2 separate regions of the Sus scrofa genome follow, and region 1 is linked to region 2. Evidence: chromatin contacts called from public Hi-C data. All regions are on one chromosome and are shown on one strand. Each heading gives the region's core, a stretch centred on a gene start, on an enhancer-like site or on the middle of the called end of the contact. The rest is flanking DNA. Distances are from core to core; before and after follow the strand shown.

Region 1 (2,700 bases), core at 9-2,508, 70 kb before region 2:
CAATGCCAGATCCTTAACCACTGAGTGAGGCCAGGGATCAAACCTGCAACCTCGTGGTTCCTAGTCGGATTCCTTTCTGCTGTGCCACAATGAGAACTCCAACCATTTTTAAAGTATACAATTCAATGGCATTTAGCACATTCACAGTGTTGTGCAACCACCACCTCCATCTGGTTCCAAAACACCTTCCTCATACCAAAAGAAACCCCACGTCCATTAAGCAGTCACTCCTGGTTCATTCCTCCCCACAACTCTGGCCCTAATTTGCCTTCTATCTGTATGGATCTACCTGCTTCGTATAAGTGAAATCATACCACACCTGGCTCTACGTGTCTGGTTTCTTTCACTTAGCAAAATTGTTTGGCAGTTCACCCATGCTGTAGCATGTATAAGAACACCATAACTGGAGTTCCCGTTATGGCTCAGCAGATTAAGAACCCAACATGGTGTCCATAAGGATTAGATGCCTCAGAGAGTTAAGGATCTGGCGTTGCTGTTGCTCTGGAGTAGTCCATCAGCTGCAGCTCCCATTGGACCCCTAGTGGGGGAACTTCCATATGCCACAGGCCCAGCGGGTTTGAGAAACAAAACAAAACAAAACCACCATTCCTTTTTATGGTTGAATAATATTCTATTGTATGGATAGACTGCATTTTGTGTATCCATTCATCTGTTGAGAGACACTTGGGTTGTTTCCACCTTTGGACTAATGTGAATAGTCCTGCTTGGAACGTTTTTGCACAGGTGTCTGAGTCTCTTCCCTGTTTTCAATTCTTTGGGATGTGTACTTAGGGAGTGGAACTGCTGGGTCATACCTCACTATATGTTCATAACCTTTAGGGGAAGACGTGGTGTTTTAATATTGGAACATGAATGCCTTTTGGTGTCCATTTCGGACTCGGTCTCCATCTTCTTGTACCTGCTTAACTCACATTATTTGTCTGGCCCCCGAAGGCATCTGAATTTGCTTCCCCAGACGGCTTTGGCAGCAAAAAAACTTAGCGACCAATTCAGTGGCTAACAAGCCAGAGACCTTGGGTAACCTCTCGGAGTGCTATTTTGCTCAGCCTCAAAAGGGAATAATACTGCTTACCTAAGAGGAGGCGGTGAGGATCAGGGAGATGATGGATTGAACACGCCTCTTCGGAAGCTGTTGGGTTCTGGAAACCGAGAGGGCCGGGTGAGGCCAGGAGGACTAGGAGGCGGAGGAGGGTGGGCTGGGCGCCCTCTGGGGGTGTCGGCCGCACTCCGGGCTTCGACTCGGCCAGTGCCCGAGCCCGCGCGCCAGGGACGGTCTCCGCGCAGAGCGCAACCCTCTGGGGGCTCCGGTGCCACCGCTGCGCGGCGCTTCTGCGGGCAGGGCTAGGCTGGAGCCACGAACCCGGGCGGGGCTCAGGTTGGCACGCGGTGGGCGGGGGTGGTCCCCCGTCCCCGCCTCCCACATCCGGGGGCCCGGGCCGGTCCCCGGGCCGGCAGCGCGCGGGTGAGTCAGGCCGGGTTTTCCCTCCGCCTCTGGGGCAGGCGAGCGAGCACTGCCGATCGCGTCCCTCCCTCGCCAATCCGGCTCCGGCGCCCGCCCGCGTTTTCCTGGCGCCTGCTGCCCGGCCGCTCCGGCCCGGCTCGCAGTCTCGGCTGGAGCCGGTGCCCTGGAGGGAAGGTTCAAATCCGCGCCAGGGAGCTGCAGCGCGCGAGGGGTGCGGAGCGGCGCCAGCATGGTGAGTGGGGAGCGACGGGGGCTAGGGCCAGGGCTGGGGGCTGGACTCGCGGGGTGGGACCGGCCGGACTCGCGGGGTGGGACCGGCCGCGGAGGTCTAGCTCTCCCAGCGACCTTGGCCAAGCTGCAGCCCTTCGCCAGCCGTGGTTACATCTGAGAAGTGGGCGGGGGTGGCAAGGTGTGGTGTGCGCCCAGGTACCCCTGCTTCCTGACACCGAAGCACCGAGGTGCGGGATCAGGGACTATGTGGGATCAGGGATCATCCGCGATCAGGAACGCCCCGCTGGAAGGGCAGGCGGCAGGTCACGCTGCTCTCAGTAACCCATGCAAATGCTCTTTCCTGGGAGCAGCGCCTGGGATCCCCGCGCTGCTAATGGTTATAGGGCAGGCGCCCTTGGCGCGGGAGTATGACCTCGTCTTCCATTCCCCCAGCCCATCCGCTCAGGTCAGGCCCTAGAGAAGGGCCTGGAAGAGATGTCCCCTCCCGCCTCCGGGTAGCTTGAGGATCTCCCGTAGTTCTGGGGAGCCTTGTCTCGGCCACAGCCTTTCCCAGGGAAAGTCCATGGAGATGACAACCTCGACTGCCCCTCCACCTTTCCCACCAGACTCCTCTCCTGCCCTCTTCTGCTCCCTCGAGATACCCCTTTCCTCCAACCTCTGCCCCTTACTGGTGGCAGCTGCCAGCCTGCTGCCAGGGGTCCCGCGGATAGGGGACACTCCCAGGTCTGGAGCACCATCCCAGTCTGGCCACAACCTTTGGCCAAAGTGAGAGCTCACCTGAGGCCAGGCGGAAATCTGGGCCCTGACTGCAGCTGGAGAAAGGACTGGGACCTGTGATCTCCCGCTGGGCAACTGCCCTCGCCCACCCCAGGCAGTTTGGGGCTCTCTTCCCTTGCCACAGGGGCTCAGCCTGTCCCACCGCCTAGGTTCTCTCGCTCTGTCCAGCCTAGGCAGGGAGAAGAGGCAAGAGGCCATCCTGGGCCTGG
Region 2 (2,700 bases), core at 84-2,583:
CTCGGGCCAGGGCTCTGGGTTTGTTATCTCATTTATAAATTTGTAATGGTACCACCTTCCATACGGTTGTTAGGAGGTCAAAAGAGGAAATAAAACGCCCAGCCCACCACACTGGGCCTGGCAGCAGGACTCCAGTGGGAAACGTCAGCTACTAGTGTTCTGCTGTTATTTGGTAATCCCCAGGCTTTAGAGGTTTTAATCCTGGTTTATTTGGGGCCTGTCACCCATTTGATTAAAAGGAATCACGGGATAACGTAGGGCTTTCAAGCCCGGTGGTCAACTAGATCAATATTGAGGGGTTTTGTATATCAGAAAAAAGAACTATTTTTCCCTTCCCTCAAACTTCAAGATTTCACGGAAGCGGTTTACTTTTCTTAAAAATAGATTAGAGCAAAAATAAATGAATTAAATGAAAGATTTTAAGTAATCAAAAGTAAAAATGCGATACTAGTCGTGAAAGTGTTGCCAAGGGGATCCTCGTGGTCCCACGGTTTCTCCCGCCGGGACGTGGGGCGGAGCACTAATGGCTACAGACACCTAGCGGACTCCGCCCCCTCCCGGCTTCTAGCCTCCGGGGGAGGCGGCAGAAAGGGCCAGAGATCGTGGCTTTGAAGGCACCAAGGTCAAGGGAGCGGGCGGGCCCCGTCGCAATTTTTCAGAGCCATGCGGAGGGCCTTGGAGGACCGAATGCGCCTAATCTCGGAAGGCTGGATTCCGCCAATTCCAGCCGGGCAACCTTGGTTTCCGAGGCTTCCTCGAGACCAGTTTCCTCTTTTGGGAAATGGAGTGGCCGAGGCGGCCAACTTTGGGATTGGGTACCGGGGACGAGAGACTACGGCCTCAAAGGGCGGAGCGTCAGTCTCCGACCTCTCCGCCTCCGGGCTCGGGCTGCCCGCCCCTAGAGACAGGGCCGTCCGGCCAGCGGACCCCGAGATCCTTAGCAAGGCCTCGGCTCGCGCGGATTCTAAAATGAGGACAAAGCCCGCCCGAATCTAGCGTGCGCGCGGCGCCGCGGCCAACGGGACGCCGGCGCCGGGCTGAGTGACGAGCCGCCGAAGCCAATGAGCATGCGCCTTGTTGCGAGGTGGCCCCGGCTCCGGCATTATAAAGAGCGCCACGAGTCGGCATTGTCAGGCGGCGGCACCGCGCGGGCCCGGGCGAGATTATCCGTCTGAGGATTCTGTTCGGCGTCTCCGGTAGCCGAGGAGAAGGGCGCGCGATCGCGGAGGCTCCGTCGGTAGACGGGGGAGAGGCCCGGCAGCGCGAGTGTGAGCGCGGCCGAGCCCGCGGCGCCTTCTCGGCGGGTGAGGACAAGCGGGCCCCGCGGCGTCATCGGCGGCGAGGTGAGCGGCCGGGCCTGCGGGCGGCGGGCGGGAGTCCGGGCATGAGCCGTGCGGGCCTGACGCGCTGTGTCTGTATGTGGCCGCTTGTTGCAGGAGCCGCGTGCCTCGGCCTAACATGTCGGAAGCGGGTGAAGAGCAGCCCATGGAGACCACGGGCGCCACCGAGAACGGACACGAGGCCGCCCCCGAAGGCGAGTCGCCGGCCGGGACCGGCACCGGCACCGGCACCGGCACCGGCACCAGCACCAGCAGCGGCGCCGCAGCGGGCTCTGGAGGCGGGACCGCGGCGCCCCCGGCCGGCAACCAGAACGGCGCCGAGGGCGACCAGATCAACGCCAGCAAGAACGAAGAGGACGCGGGGTAGGTGCGGCCACGGGCCGACGGGGGCGCCGCCTTTGTTCCGGGGCCGCCTTTTGTTGGAGCCATGCGGCGGGGGGAGGGGCGGGCGGCCGGGGCCTGCTCGCGGCCCGCAAACCAGCAACTCCGCGCCGCCCGCCGCTGCGCGCGCGGGAGTTTGAGGGAGTTTGTTGGGTCGACTTTGGCGCCGCCCTGGGGCCGCTGGCGCGGGGCCGGGGCCGGGCGGCCCGGAAGGGGAGTGCGCTCGGACCCGGGGCCGGCGGGTCGCGGGCTGCCGGGGCTGCGTGGGCGGAGTTGGCGCGCGCCCTGGCCTCCCTCCTCCGCCTCCTGCCGAGGGCGGAGTCACAGCCTGAACGCGGACTCGGCCCGGAAGCCTTGAGTTCCTTGAGAGCCAGTGCTCGGAGGTGGTGGAGAGTGGCAGGGACTGTAGCGTTTTGATACGTGGTTGTTGGGTTGGGTTCCTTCCAGTTGTGGTGCTCAGGGTCTAGCTCTCTGGTCAGGTTGTGCTTCCTTCCCCCACCAGCCCTGGGGGGTGCGGAGTCGTTAGGGTCAAGATTGGGTTTTGAAGGGTAGCAGAGGTTTATTAACCTCCAGAGGTAGAACCTTTGCGGCCTCTTAGGGGTGGACCTTTGCTCAGGTTGGTGGTTTTATTTATAATTACGTCAGTGAAAGCTTTTCTAGGACCAATTCTTCTAAAATCACAGCTTTCTCATAAGGCTTGTTGCCGTGTGTCTTACCCCACCATTTCAGAAAAATGTTCGTTGGTGGCCTGAGCTGGGATACCAGCAAAAAGGACCTAAAGGATTATTTTACCAAATTTGGAGAGGTCGTTGACTGTACAATAAAAATGGATCCCAACACTGGCCGGTCAAGAGGGTTTGGGTTTATCCTCTTCAAAGATGCAGCCAGTGTGGAGAAGGTAAGTTGGGTATTGTATAATCAGGAGTCTCAGTGTATTCTAAGATTATGCCACCATTCTTAGTCTATGACTGGTTTATGT

Evidence for each region. Hi-C and Micro-C count contacts between places; a contact is called where the count stands out from the background.
Region 1: a contact with region 2 is called in a Hi-C map of fetal skeletal muscle, with 1.7 times the contacts expected there. The contact joins the promoter of N4BP3 here to the promoter of HNRNPAB in region 2. A contact is called at or near these places in 6 of 47 Hi-C or Micro-C datasets (alveolar macrophages, blood, fetal skeletal muscle and 3 more).

Annotation. Positions count from the first base shown.
Region 1 is chr2:80,262,463-80,265,162 of Sscrofa11.1, reverse strand. N4BP3 (NEDD4-binding protein 3) reads left to right here and starts at 1,258. Exons shown (of 5, transcript XM_003123673.4): 1 at 1,258-1,715. LOC106507311 reads right to left here and starts at 2,451. Exons shown (of 3, transcript XM_021085150.1): 1 at 2,383-2,451; 2 at 1,094-1,736. The coding sequence starts at 2,451.
Region 2 is chr2:80,192,559-80,195,258 of Sscrofa11.1, reverse strand. It overlaps HNRNPAB (heterogeneous nuclear ribonucleoprotein A/B), which reads left to right and starts at 1,333. Exons shown (of 7, transcript NM_001112695.1): 1 at 1,333-1,343; 2 at 1,437-1,703; 3 at 2,451-2,619. The coding sequence starts at 1,459.